Regions from separate parts of the Mus musculus genome. Here regions 2, 3 and 4 are each linked to region 1. The links are chromatin contacts, called in public promoter capture Hi-C maps. All regions are on one chromosome and are shown on one strand. Each heading gives the region's core, a stretch centred on a gene start, on an enhancer-like site or on the middle of the called end of the contact. The rest is flanking DNA. Distances are from core to core; before and after follow the strand shown.

Region 1 (3,481 bases), core at 463-2,962:
CAGATTAAAGATGTGTGCCACCACTGCCCAGTGACTTTTTTCTTTTTTGAGAGGGGTTCTTATGTCTTCCAGGCTGGCCCCAAACACACTATGTAGCCAAAGATGATTTTAAATTTCTGATCATCCCACTTCTACCAAGTGCTGGGATTATATGCGTGTACCACCATGACGGTTTATATTAGAAATTCCTTTCAGGTCTACCCGGAAACCAACTGCTGTTCTCTACTCTTCTTTATTTTCCATGTGTCATCAGCCTGTGTATTTCTCTTCCTCCCTGCCCATTTGATTTCTCCGCTTATCCCACCCCACAGCCCCTTAAGTTCACTATCTGGCCAACTGCTTGTCACAGTCACACTGCATCCCCCATGCTGCTCCTCCCTGCTCTGGATCACACTGCTCTTGCCTGGCCTGTGTCTGGTGGCCAATAAATAAGTTACACTTCACGGACTGGATTTCCTCCATTGTCAGCCCCCACTCAAGTCACCTACCTCTTTACGAAGATGGGTGATGATCTTGTGTGGCACTGTAATGACTTTCCCATCACTGGTTCGAAGAGCAGGCAGAGTTCCTGATATTGAGAAAGAAGTATACTCACAGGGTCCAGCTTGCCTAGTCATACTCATTTGCATTGCATTCCTGTCCCCTGCTCCTCCCCTGGCACATTCCTGTCCCTCAGGGATACCTGAAGGGCTCTGCCAAGGATTGCTGGTCTTGTGTATCTTCAGTGGGGCGCCTGTAAATCTGGTATAGGTCTGCAGGGAAGGAAGCAGACGGTAGAGAGGCCAGGGTATGGCTTCATAAAGAAACCAAGAAAAGAATCCGTGACTCAGTAAATTATGTTCTATGGTCTATACTTTTATACCAAAAGGAGAGGCGGAAAGAGGGTGTCATTCCTATTTACAAATGGGCAAACTAGACCAGACAGTTCATGGACATGTTTATATGTCCATTTCCAAGATTAAACATTAGGAAAAGATTTCTACCCTTATGCCATCTACACTGTAAAGCCTATTCACAAAAGCTTTTCCTAATTAACTTCCCTCTTCCTGGAAGTACTGATTTACTTTGACAGTCTCTGTATTCTGTTTCTACTTTACATCAATACACGTGATCGTTTCATTATTTGCTTACATGTTTGCCTTTCTGTTAACAATTTCAATACAAGGGTCAAAATCGTATTGCAAGGGAATGTTTTTTACTCTAAGAGGCATAATAAATGTTTTTTGCAATCCCGAAGACGTTGAATGAAGAGAAGCAAGTCTGCCTAGTTCTAAAGGTCTTCCTACACAGTCTGGCTGTGGGGCTGTCTGGTCTACGAAAACGAGATTCAATGGATTCATAGCGGAAAAAGAAGAGATCGTCCAGAAGGGGTTATCCCAAGGTCACCCAGCCAATAAATGGATAGGCAAGGTCTAAACCCATCTTCTGAAGCCCTGACCAAGCCTACTTCCACTGCTACACAAATCGATCCTAGGAAATCCGGACGTAAGGCGCGGAGCCCACATCGGCCTTCGACTGCCTCAGTTTCTCTCAAGACGCATGCGTCTCGGTTCTCGGCAAAGCTCGAGCACCCACTCCGGCTCTCCAGAGATCAGAGGACAGGTGCATGAGCCCTCACCAGCACGGCCAGACTATCCAGGTCCACCGACGGCAATCCCCAGCCCCCTGACCAGCAGAACAGCTCCATGGGCGCCGCCATCTTGTACGCTCTCTGACCCGGAAGCACCTTCTCGTATGCGTCGGCCTTCTCTCGCCAGGAACCGCCCCTGGTCCCCGCCTCCCTGGCCGCCGGGGCTTTGGGGTCTGGGGAGGCGTGGCTCTTGGCGGCCTGAGCCGCGGCGGGGCTGTGAGAGGTGGGGCATCGGCCTTCTGGGGAGCGCCGCGGGCTCGTCCTGAGGCGGCCCCCGTAAGGGAGCAGGGCCGCCGTCCAGACGCGCTTGGGACTTTCGCGGCGCCTCTGCCGAGCGTAGCCACGAACCGCCGGCGACACGGAGGGCTTGGGAGAGGGGCATCTGGTGCGGCTTGTCGGTCTCTGGGGGCACTTGCCAAACTGCACATGGCCCCGACAACCCCGGGCCCTCTCAGGTCTCAGCCCTGAGCGGACGCCGCGGGGGGGTCCCCCGAGCCGCATGTTTTCCACTGCGCGTTATGTTTGGAGAGGGCCTCGCGCTGCCTGTCGCCATGGAAACAAAACAGGGGCGGTGGCGGCGCCCGAGCTGAGGCCCGGCTGGGGCCTGAGTGGGGGAAGGGGAGGTGCGGCTCGCGGGCAGTTGCCTTCGTAACGGGAACTCCTGGTCGGTCCCCAGCTCCCCTCGGGTTCACCCCGGACAGGGCCATCCCGCGGTATCCAGTGTTCCCCAGTCCCATCCTCGCTCCTGTCTTCTAGTTTATGGCTCTAGCCTCTGGTGATGCTTTCCCCTTTCTGATGTCTTAGAAAGCCATCAAGTTCTCGTCGGTGCTTCCAGATTTCTATTTTCCCAAGAGTGAGGGGAAATGGAGGAATGGGCACATGTCAGGGACGCAACACACCGTAATAAAAAAATTTTTTTTTTTTTTGCTGTGCCACATCAATAAGCCTCGTGTCGTACGTAGTCTTCTAGGCACTGTAGCAAAGGATGGTCCACTGACATCCATTTCCGCCAACCGTGAAATAATGCCTAGAACCTAGAATTGCCCAAGGCAGGGGATTCTGACTTTTCCAACCACTGCTTGCAGAGAACAGTAGCATTTGGTAGCGCTGTTAAGTTGAAAGCTCCCAAGAACCAGATGTCAGGCTAAAGGGAAGCATCTTTGAGGAAAATCATTATGGTGGAGCAGGAGGCAAGGAAAGCTCTGGGACTCTTTCCCAGTGCCTCTGGTTTCGGGAGCCGGTGATGCCTCCAAGGTGATTGGCAGCTCTTTGTTTCAACCCCCCCCCCTACCCGCCTGCTCCCCCCCAACCCCCCAGCTCGCTCCTCAGTCCCTCCGCCCCCCTCCTGCTCCTGCTCTCCGCCTAGTCTTTTTCCCTCCCAGTCGCCTTGCCTGCCAGGGGTAGTGAACCGGCTAAGCGGCATGGAGAAGCCGGAACTTTGGGGTGTCCTGGCTCTCCTCCTCCTCTGCTCTTACACGTGTGGCAGTCAGGACCTTCAGGGTAAGCCTGCATTCATCCCCCTTGACACCTCTTTGTCTCCTTTCTTTTGCCCCCAGGCAAATAACAGACCACATGTGAGTTTGAGAGAGAGGGAAGAGTCCTGAAATGGGTTGGAGAGAAAAGTTAACACTGCGAAGAGTGAAGGGTTGGTGATAATGTAGGAGGGGTGGGCACCAGAGTGGTGGGTGAGTGCAGATTGGTGCAGTGTCAGGCACTGAGACCAGGATGGATCCAGGAGGACTCCACGACAGAGTTAGTCTCAGAGCATCAACAGGATAGTCTGGGCAAGCAGCTTGATTGATGGTGACTGCACGGTGGGGGACCCTGGGCTTGGTTCCCCCCCCCTTTACT
Region 2 (3,582 bases), core at 86-2,585, 1.2 Mb after region 1:
CACTCTATAAATGCTCGGTTAAAATCACTGACAAGTGTCTGTATCCACACACAGTCAATGATACCATCTAAGAAGAGGGGCCAAGTCTGTAGGAAGTTGCCAATCCTCAGACACCTGCCTGTAAACACATATATACTTTTCAACTTAACACTCTCAAATAGGGTGGATATTTTAGATAGCTATTGGTGTGTATGTGGGAAGAAATGAAAATAACTTTGGTCAGTACTGATGCTACATCCCTTCTGTAACCAACACCCCTCACACCCATTTTCTTAATAGCGGCAGCTGTTACTAGGGCAACCTGTCCAGGAAATTGACCCACACTTCTTCCTCCAGAAGCAGGAAGCAAGAGCAATGTTTCTGCCTTACAAAAAAAAAATAATAATAATAATAAATAAATAAAATAAACTTGAAGGCCTTTTCTCCCCACCCCCACCCCATATGCGATCCAGCATCCCTCCTCAACCCAATTCCTTACTCCCTTCCCCACCCCCCACACCTACCTCCTCTAACTCATCCTTGGCATCCAAACTGGTTGAAAGTAGCAGCCTCCCCCCTCCTGGGGCTCCTGCTCCCGCTCCTCCTCCTCCACCTCCCGCTGCTCCTGATGCAGCAGCTGCTACGGTCCCCTTTCCCTTCTGTAACTCCATGGCTGCAGCCAAGAGACCAGAAGAGGTCAAGGGAGTAGACGGGTGTTAAGTCCTAGAAATGGAGAACTCTGGCTTGCCAAGGACGAGGAGCAAGAGGAACAAGTGGGAGGGAGGCCGACAGGCCTGGCTTTCCGCACTCTTGCCTCCTCTCCTGCGGAGGGGGAAGGCGCGGGTTCTCTAGATGCTCCCTCAGGAGTGGCCGGGCTGGGGCAAAGCTTTTGCGCAGAAGTATGGTAGACTAAGGGTCTTGTGTCCTGCAGGGAGATAGGCAAGGCTGCCACCCTTGCAGAAGTGGAGGGGGAAACCCTCTGGCTTCTTATCCTGAAAGGAGGGGAAACCCTAAGTTTCTGCCTCTCGAGGCGTGGGAAGGAGTCCTGGCCCTGAATTGGGAGTGGGAAACCTTCCCGGCGGGATTGGGAAACGCGGTTCCTTGGAATCCGGCCCCTAGCGGGTGAGGATGCAGCAGGAGCGCTATGGGAGGACCAGCTTCTCCCCACACCACACAGAGGCGGCCATGGTGGAAGGGCGGGGGAGGCTGAGAGTGCCCGAGCGGGCAGAGTCGTCGCCGGCGCCGGAAGTGAGCAGTCGCGGTCCCGGGCGTCCGCCAATAGCGGCTTCCGCGGTGGCGCCAGGTCTCTAAGGAGTAAGCCGACGACGGCGGACTGGCCTTTTCCCGGGCTGCCAATTGTAGGGAGAAGAATTGAGTCTGGTCTGACGGGCAACAAGTGTGCCCAATCGCATCCTTCCTCTGCATCTGGAGGCGGGACGGGAGGTACGGAGTGGGTGCTACTGCTGGGCGATCCGGAAAAAGCCGGGCTGCGCCTGCGCGCGCCAACACGCATGCGCGACGTTTCCCTCTTGCTCCACTCCCTACAGGTGTTCGGAACGTTGTCCTTGGGTAGTAGGCTGGGAGGATGGAAACCTAGCCCATAAGTGTCTATTCAGGAAAAGGAGCTGCCGAGTCCCAACCCCTACGCAGTCGCGTAGCAAACGCCCTCAGGGTCTGAAGCTACTTCCTGAACTAAAAATGCTACACGCGGCCGATTGTATGAGCTCTTGGGTGTGCAATTATTAGTAACAATTTGAAAACAAAAAAAGTGCATTGATTCTCTAGTGCAAACCAAATAGTTAGAATCGTACCAGCACTCGCTTTAACACAGTTTACTAAGTGATGGGACCTCGTCTTTTGAGACTCTGGGACTGACAAATGTCACTGAAGCCTATTGTATTTACACACACACAATCCATTGAGAGTTGTGGTTTGTTGTGATCATAGTAGGGCTTGATTGTATGAGAGTTCTTTTACCGTGCGTCTCTCAACAGAACTTTTCATTTTTAGGCGTATGAGCCTATTGCTGTCCACAGCTCTAAGGTGGGTGTGGTAATATATGCCTGCCATCCTAATACGTGGGAAGCTGGCCCATCAAATTCATGTTCCCCTTCCGTCCCCCATTTGTAGATATAGGCCTATTTTCCTGCACTATCCATTTTCAAGGCCAGTGGGCAGGTAAATTGTTAACAATGTCCTTGGAAGAATTCCAAGTTCCATAGCTACTGTTTTGGGAGTGAAGCACTCTTGAACCCAAGCTGGCCTCACTTTTGTGGCATTCTTTCTGCCTCCCAGGGACTTCTGTATCCTAATTACAAATAAAATAAGACCCGGACTGGCCGATCTCCAAATACACTTCTGGCATTCTACAATCCTCCTGAGTAAGCTTTGAATAACTTCTAGGTAAAGGACTGATTCAGCCTCGGAACTACAAACAAGTCATTACAATAGCTTAATATAACCGGGACACATGTATTGGATGGAAAGAAGAAAAAGAAAGGGCCGGGCGTGGTGGTGCACGCCTTTAATCCCAGCACTCGGGAGGCAGAGGCAGGTGGATTTCTCAGTTCGAGGCCAGCCTGGTCTACAAAGTGAGTTCCAGGACAGCCAGGGCTACACAGAGAAACCCTGTCTCAAAAAAACAAAAAAAAAAAAAAAAAAAGAAAAAAGAAAAGAAGGAAGGAAAAAAGATGTATAATACTGAATATTCTTTCCATTTTTTTTTTTTTTTTGAAGTGTACTGGGTTTGTTTGTGGTACTGATGATTGAACTCAGGAATTCAAAATAGGTAAATGCCCTGCCAGGGAACTTCCATGTGCTTTTTTTAATTTTAAAAATTCATTTATTGTTTTTTGAGACACTTGTTCCTATGTAGGTAAGGATGACTTTCCTGATCCTCTCAAGAGTTAGGACTGCATGTGTGCACCACCACAATTGTGCTTTATAGCATCTTTAAATAAGCACTGTATAGTGTAGTGGGGGCTGGCGCTGGGGTGCTTGCCTTCCATCTGCAAAGCTGCATTCACTCAGGAAGTGGTGGCGCACGCCTTTAATCCCAGCACTTGGGAGGCAGAGGCAGGCAGATTTCTGAGTTCGAGGTCAGCCTGGTCCACAGAGTGAGTTCCAGGACAGCCAGGGCTACACAGAGTAGCCCTGTCTTGAAAAAAAAACAATAATAATAATAATAATAGTAATAATAATAATAATAAAGGAAGAGGAAGAAAGAGGAGTGAATTGCTGGAGAGATGGAACAATGTAAAAATTGTTTGTCCTGAAGTGCGAGGAGTGGACTTTGGGTTTCTAGAGCCTATATGTGTGTGTGTGTGTGTATATATATATATATATATATATATATATATATATATATATATAGTGCCTAAGCAAGCATGTGTTCACTCAGATGTGTTTGGTGTTATTCCTTAGGGACAATCCACATTGTGTTTTGTATTGTTGTTGTTTTGTTTTTTATTTTTGGTTTTTGTTTTGTAGAAACCTAGGGTTTGTGTTTGGGCTAGGGCAGCTGAGCAGCAGGCCCAAGGATTTGTCAACCTCCACCTCCCTGGCACTGCGTCTGTCACAAGCTTCTTGCCATGCCCCATTGTT
Region 3 (3,621 bases), core at 896-3,395, 1.0 Mb after region 1:
CTCATAGCATGGGGTTAAGGGACTGTATGGTCGCTTATGTGCTTGCTGGGGATCTGACCTCCCAGCTCCGGTCCTCGTGCTTACATGCAAGGCCTCTCGCCTCGTGACCCAGCTCTCTGCCTCTGACTTTTGCTTTCTGATGGCTTTTGGCTCTTGGCTAAATCACTTCCTTTCCTAAAGGAAAAAATTTCCCCTCCAAGTGTTTTGATAGCATGTTTCTTCCAATCTCTCTAACCAAGATCTCATGAGAATGAAGCATAGAGGGCTTCATCTAGAAATAAAACAAGCACAGACCCTGTGCTGATATACACACCCCTACTGTGGCTTCTGGTCCCAGCTTCAAGCATGGTTTTAGAGGTTGGCTAGGACTCTGCTCCCTGCCTTTGGACACAAGGTACACAGGGTAGAGAGAGGACTATGGCCTGAGACTGGCCTCTCTTGGTCTGCACAGCAGGAATGTCTAGCCTATCTTGGAAAGGGACATGATAGGGTACTCCACTACAGCACTGGCCACAGGGCAGTTCTTCTAGTGCAAGCACCTGCTGCTGCTTCGCTATCGCTATCACCCTGTCCTCATTAGCCAGGTGGATTCCCAGGGGTCCTGTCCCAGTTCCCTTTCCTGAGCAAGGCAGAGAAAGTAGCTCTGACTGAATGTTAATGCACACTGGGTCTTGAGCTCTGACAGCAGGCTCCCTCATCGCACCTGCTAAGACTTAAATGATTCCTTACCACCCTGATCCCCTATAGTTCTCCAGCCCCTACACTTTCCGGCTCTTAGAATTGCTTGTTTCTCCTTGGCCTTCAAAACCACTGCTACCAAAAGTGGGGCAAACCAGTTCCTCATTAGTGTCTCCTCCCTTTTCCCCCATGCCCCCACTCATATGAGGGCATGTATACTGGGGGAACATCAGTTCTGGTTGGCGTCGAGACTTACCATGGCTGCAGGAGGTGCTGGGGCTCTGGTGCTGACCCTAGGCAGGATATGTCTATGCGAATCGGAGGGCAGTCCACTGACTGTGCATGCATCAGGGACCATAAGTGCAGGGGTCCACTGATCTGAAAAAAGATACAGAGACTGGGACAAAGGAGTCAGAAGGCTGTGGTAAGGGCGGGGACTGGGCAGTGGCACAGTTTGGGAACCTTCTCCCCTTAATCTCACCACCAGGGCTGGGCCTGAAAGGGGCGTTGCCCTATTTCCAAAAAGTACACTGACCTATCTGAATAGAGATGAGTCCGAAGGTTGGCCCAGCTTCCCGCTGAGTTCCCTGTAGGGTCCCTGAATCATAGACAACCTCATAGAGGGCAGGGGAACTGGAAGCCTGTTGGGCAGGGGAGCCAGGATCTTCAGAGACCCCACTGTCCCTACCAGGAGATGTTTCTGAGCAGTGTATCATATTGGGATCGATAAAGAGGTTCAGGAAATCGTCAGGTTCACTCTTCTGAAGGCCCTATAGGAGGAGAGGGTACGCATGTCTGCAAAGAAGTACCTTGACAGTCTTACCTGACAGTAGTCTTAGATCCTTAATGCTTCAATGCTATCCCTTCTTGGACATAGGAAGAGTAACAATACGCGTCTATTTCGTGGGCTCTATTATGAGAACTCTTTCTTTGTGACGACTTAAGGCTTCTAGTCAGAGTTCTCTCAACCTAACTCCCACTTCCATTGAACAGCCTGGGCTACAGCCCCTACTCATCTCCCAGCTTTGCAGCCCCTGTTCTTGTACCCTGGTCACCGGGACCTTTGACGCGGGACCGTTGAATCCCAGCTCCAGGAAGGATCCCGTCGAGAAGATATCTTCTGGGGGTTCCAGCAACTCAGGGCACCCGAGCTCCATGTTTCTGCATGGGAGGGAAAGTTATAAGGAAGGTGGTGGCTGCCCTCGCCTCTGAAGCTACGGGCTCCTCGGCATTTTCTCCGTTAGTTACTCTTTTCCTCTGCTCTCATGAGGCAGCCCCTCGGAGGAGAACACACTTCAGGCCTTATCTTTGGGTTCAGAAAAATAGCCCCACTGGGTATTACCTGTTTTATTCTCTTTAGTTGTTGTTCGGAGAACTTTGCTCTGCCAAACCAGCCTAGCCCGCTGAAGCCCCAAACACTACACCTTTTCTTTCCACCAGGATCTGTATCCTGGTCCTGCCCAATCAGGCCCCGCCCACTACGCTGTCCGTGGAGTTTGGGGTAGGAAAGGGTGGGGGAAGGGAGAGGGTTGGGTTGCACCTGGCCAGGAACCACTGTCGGGACCTGCATCTGGGAGTAATATTAAGACACTGTCCATGTGCAAACAGAAATAAAACTATAGGTACCCACACCCTTTCTGTCAGTTTTCTCAGTGCTAGTAGATCTTGCTGCGGGCTTGATGTCTCGTCAGCAAAGAGTTGAGATAGTAGTGACTGGTACACAGGATTCCCAGGTGTCTGTTTCGAAGCCACAATCTTTACAAGTGGGAGACCCATCTCAGGGTAGAGAAAGAAACCAAGATTTTGAAGGCATCCTCCATCCCAGCTCCGGCCCCCTGCGCCACAAGGCATTCTTCCACTGGTGAATCCTAATTGGGCATTGAAGACTTAGGACCGGGTTTCTAGCCAATGGCTGACTATCTCGAGGCTCACGCCCTCGCGGTTAGCAACAATAGACCAGCAGAAAAGAATCCCAGAAGTAATTTGGCAGGGCTCCGGGTTCCAGCCAGAGGCCCCTACTTATATTGTAGGAAAGTTGAGCTAAAGCTTCCGTGCTGAGGGTAGGAACCGCACAGAGGTTGTTTGGGTTTGAGTTTGTTTACCTCGTGGTTCTGAGGCCCCAAGTTATTACTTAGGCAGACCTGTAGCCTGTGGACCAGGATTCCACTTTCTGGCAGCTACCTGTGCAATCGGCCTATGTGGATCCAGGAACCGGGTTACACATTGCTGCACTTTGGGGACCCTGCTAACCCATGCGGGGGGACACAGGACAGGGAAACTGCCATACATTAGCCAAACATTTACTTTTGGTTTGAAATCTTATTGTTTCCTTAAACTATTAGTTTTATGTATAGTTTTGTGTTTTGAAACAGGAGTGAGGAGGTCTCATTTCTCAGGGTGGCCTCCTGAGTAGCTGATACTGTATCAGTGTAGCTTGAAACCTGTTTCAGAGGTTGTGTGGGAGTGCATGCCAGTAATTTTCATGCCCAAGAGGCTTACCAGAAGTGTCTCTGCTGCCAAGGCCAGCCTGGGCTACATAAGATCCTGTTTCAATTAATCCCAGCATTCAAGAGGCAGAGGCAGACTGCTCTGGCCTCAAGGTCTACAAAGTGAGTTCCAGGACAGCCAAGGGTACACAGAGAAACCCTGTCTTGAAAAAAAAAACCAAAAACCAAAACAACAAAACCACAAACAAAAAAACCCAAAAGTACCAATTATCTATTCAGTGATGTGTCCAATAAGTTCTATTTTTCTTACCTCACACTTACAGCTGCCTTCTTGTCAGAAAGTATCAGATGGTGGAACAATATTAAAGGAGAGTTGGAGGAGAGCTGATGAAAATGAGGCTTTAATTTTGAGCTGTTTGCTTGTTCATTTTTTTTTAAAGCAGGATTTCATTGTTTATTCTGGCTTGTTCATTAGTTTTGTTTTTTTGAGGCAAGG
Region 4 (3,371 bases), core at 681-3,180, 1.3 Mb before region 1:
TCTGGGTGAGGGTGTTAGATCCCCTAGTACAGAAGTTAAAAGACAGTTGTGAGCTGCCATGTTGGTGCTGGAAGTTGAACCTGGGTCCTTTGGAAAATCTCTTGACCCCTAAGCCATCTCTCCAGCATGACCAATGTCTCTTTTCTTTTCTTTTTTTAAATCATGCATCACTAGCATGATCTCACCACAGCATTAACAGGTAACTATTTAGTAACCTGCTATTTTATGGTCCAGACAGCTGTGTATTTTAATTCATTCATTTGTTCTTTTAAAATTCTGGGGCTGTGGGGGCCAGGTATGGTGTCTATTATTAAAGGATCCCAGCACTCAGGTGGCAAAGGCCAGAATATCTCCATGAGATATTTCAACATAGTGAGTACCCATCTGAAAATAATGAACTAATTAAGGAGCAATTAAAAGCCTTGTTAGGAAGCCGGGCGTGGGCGTGGTGGCGCATGCCTTTAATCCCAGCACTCCAGAGGCAGAGGCAGGTGGATTTCTGAGTTCGAGGCCAGTCTGGTCTACAAAGTGAGTTCCAGGACAGCCAGGGCTATACAGAGAAACCCTGTCTCGAAAAAACAAAAAACAAACAAACAAAAATGCTTTTAACCACATAGCCATCTTGTTAGTCCTAGACAAACATTTACCCTAAAACAGCGGTTCTCAACCTGTAGGTTGGGACCTCTTTGGGGGTTCACACTTCAGCTATCCCGCATATCAGGTATTTACGATTCATAACAGTAGTAAAATTACAGTTACAGAGTAGCAACAAAAGATACTTTTATAGTTGGAGATCACAACATGAGGAACTGTACTAAATGGATGGATGTAGGATCACGAAGGTTGAGAATCACCCCACCCACAAGCCTTGCTGGTGCTCTTCTGTGTGTGTGGGGGGGAGTTGGGGGGAAATGAGACATGTCTCAACACTCGTTAAGCTGGCTGCAAGTCAAGACAATTCTGCCTTAGTCTTCTGAGGGGCGAGATTACAGAAAGGTAACTTTATGTATGTCTGCCCTGTTTTGTTTCCCTCCCCTCCTTTTTTAAAGTAACATCGTCCAGTCCAGGCTGCCCTAGAACTTGTTTTGTAGCCCAGGGGAACCTTTTACTCCCGATTCTCCTGCATCTACTTCTTAGGTGACAGGATTACAAGGGTACACCACATTTGGCCAAGCACTTCCTCTTCCCCAACCCACTCTTTATTGCCTTTAGTGGAGGATATCCTATGGAACATCTCGTTTCTCGTATGTTTCTATGCAACTGTAGCATGGCCAAATGTTGGTTGTGGGGTTTCAAATGAAACAAACAAAACTTAAGTATTAGAGTCAGAAGGCTGGGTGAAAAGTATTCTAGTAGTCAACGCGTTCCTTATTAGGAAGAGATAAAAGCTGTCTCCACATTTTCTCTGCAGTGGGCTCCTATTCACCCCCCGCCCCCCAAGAAGCACCCCGCCCTCAGCCCGGTGGCCTCACGATGATGTAGGCGTCCAGGATGGAACGGTAGTGAGCTAGGACGCGGGTGAGGTCCACAGCCAGTTGCCTTCTCTCCTCATGCGAGAGGCCATGGGCTGAAACGCCCCGCATCCTGTGGCGTGAAATGTCGGTGCAAGGAGGGAGGAGGTGAGGAGACACAAGGTCGGTACCACGAAACCATGCAACCCAAACCGGACTCAATTCTGCACGCCCGACGCAAAGCAAGAACTCCGAACCCGCCCGACGACACCTCTCAGGGCGATCCCGTCCTATTACAAATCCTTAGAACAAGGCGCACTTGCCCAACGTCACGACTTCCACTGGGCCAAGCCATTTGCGCAGCCGCAGGGGACTCGGAGACGTCACAGAAGCGCGCCCAGCACCAGCTTACGGCGAGGGGGTCAGCTGCAGGTCCCACCCTCCCTCCCGGAAGTGGGACCACGGTTCCGGCGCACTCTGTTCCGCTTCCCGCGGCCCACCACCTTCGAGTTGTACCTCCACGGGGCCCGAGGGGCCGGGGAGCGCATCCCGCCCCCGCCCCCACCCACGCCGCCGCCGCCGCCACCGCCGTTCCCGCTGCTCACGCACTCCGAGTCGCTGGCCTCGCTGCCTGAGGTGGGGGCGCTGCGGGCGCGTGCGCGCCGGCCGCCTTCCCGTTGTCGCCCGCGTTCTTGCCGTCCCGGCATACGTCGGCGCGCGCCTGCGCCTGCATCCGGCTTCGGACGCTTGCGATCTTAGTGGGGAACCAACTTGGAGGTAGGTGTATAGGGTGTTCGGGAATAGTTCGTGGATCGTCAAGAATGTGGTGGCCGAGGTGGCTGGCCCTCCACTGTGTCCTTACTGTGGGAGACAGGTAAGGTATGTGAGGAGATCGCCCCCACGTGGAGCCGAGGGAGCGCGACACCTGGATTTGGTCTTCATTTCGTAGCACGCTGAGAATTCCTGGGTGATCCAGAGGGTATTTGTGTTGTTTCTTCTCACCACTGGTACTTAAAAGTCTCATCTGACGCCCTTGTTTTGACTTCATAGACATGATAGAGTCGATCTCCGTGGGTCCCACATCTTTTTATCCGCAGCCTCAGCACCCTCATTTTATGTAATTAGATTTATTATTTGTCTGAGTGTTTTGTTTGTATTTATGTATGTGTATCGTTTAATTGCCCGGGGCCTGCAGAGATCGGAAGGCATCTAGTTTTTTCTGAAGCTGGAGGTACAGATGCTGTGAACTACTACAACGTGGGTGCCTGGAACTGAACTTAATATCTCTGCGAGAGCAACAAGGTTATAACTACTAAGGCGTTTCTCCAGCCCCAGCATCTTTAGTTTTTAAAATGGCACAGAGATCCGGAGAAGGGAAATAACCCTTTTAAGACCAACCTAAAGGTGAATTGTGGAGGCTTCAGTAGTTAGCCGGGCTTTGGGGCTTGTGGAAGTTATCACTTATGTCTTCCAGAACTGATCTTCTTTTCTCTCAGGCCTATGGTGCGGGAATCAGGATTACTTTGTCCCCAAGGCTGATTGCAGACCTCCACATGTTGAACTATGGGATTCCACAGAGGATGAGCCTCTCATCCTTTTGCTATCAGTGAGCCATTCTTCCCAGCTTCCTCCCACCATCCACTGATCTCATGTCTACCATACTCCTGAATTTAGACTTTGGGCAACCTTCGAAAAAGGCATTTGGAGGAAATGCCAAACATCAACGCTTTGTCAAGAAGCGAAGGTTCTTGGAACAGAAAGGATTTCTGAATAAAAAGAACCAACCCCCTAACAAGGTGTCTAAGTTGAACTCAGAACCTCCAAAGAAAGGGGAAACTTCAAGAGTAGATGGCATTTTGAAGATCCTTCCATGCCCAAAGAAGAAAGAGGCAGCTGCCTCCAAGAGGGACTCAGAGCAGT

Evidence for each region. Promoter capture Hi-C pulls out the DNA fragments that hold promoters and counts their contacts.
Region 2: a promoter capture Hi-C map of pre-B cells shows a contact between it and region 1, with 2.4 times the contacts expected there. The contact joins the promoter of Ints3 here to the promoter of Mtx1 in region 1. A contact is called at or near these places in 2 of 39 promoter capture datasets (cranial neural crest and pre-B cells) and 1 of 9 other capture datasets (liver).
Region 3: a promoter capture Hi-C map of erythroid cells shows a contact between it and region 1, with 4 times the contacts expected there. The contact joins the promoter of Creb3l4 here to the promoter of Mtx1 in region 1. A contact is called at or near these places in 2 of 39 promoter capture datasets (erythroid cells and liver) and 1 of 115 datasets of contacts at active chromatin or transcription factors (pancreatic cancer cells).
Region 4: a promoter capture Hi-C map of liver shows a contact between it and region 1, with 3 times the contacts expected there. The contact joins the promoter of Isg20l2 here to the promoter of Mtx1 in region 1. A contact is called at or near these places in 3 of 39 promoter capture datasets (cranial neural crest, liver and pre-B cells).

Annotation. Positions count from the first base shown.
Region 1 is chr3:89,212,195-89,215,675 of GRCm38.p6, forward strand. It overlaps Mtx1 (metaxin 1), which reads right to left and starts at 1,713. Exons shown (of 8, transcript NM_013604.3): 1 at 1,619-1,713; 2 at 683-752; 3 at 489-568. The coding sequence starts at 1,699. Thbs3 (thrombospondin 3) reads left to right here and starts at 2,986. Exons shown (of 23, transcript NM_013691.3): 1 at 2,986-3,130. The coding sequence starts at 3,052.
Region 2 is chr3:90,432,301-90,435,882 of GRCm38.p6, forward strand. It overlaps Ints3 (integrator complex subunit 3), which reads right to left and starts at 1,336. Exons shown (of 30, transcript NM_145540.3): 1 at 504-1,336. The coding sequence starts at 650.
Region 3 is chr3:90,240,998-90,244,618 of GRCm38.p6, forward strand. Creb3l4 (cAMP responsive element binding protein 3-like 4) reads right to left here and starts at 2,146. Exons shown (of 10, transcript NM_001307934.1): 1 at 2,021-2,146; 2 at 1,725-1,839; 3 at 1,214-1,448; 4 at 935-1,056. The coding sequence starts at 1,835.
Region 4 is chr3:87,928,384-87,931,754 of GRCm38.p6, forward strand. It overlaps Isg20l2 (interferon stimulated exonuclease gene 20-like 2), which reads left to right and starts at 1,931. Exons shown (of 4, transcript NM_177663.4): 1 at 1,931-2,228; 2 at 2,948-3,371. The coding sequence starts at 3,101. Rrnad1 (ribosomal RNA adenine dimethylase domain containing 1) reads right to left here and starts at 1,812. Exons shown (of 8, transcript NM_153562.4): 1 at 1,473-1,812. The coding sequence starts at 1,583.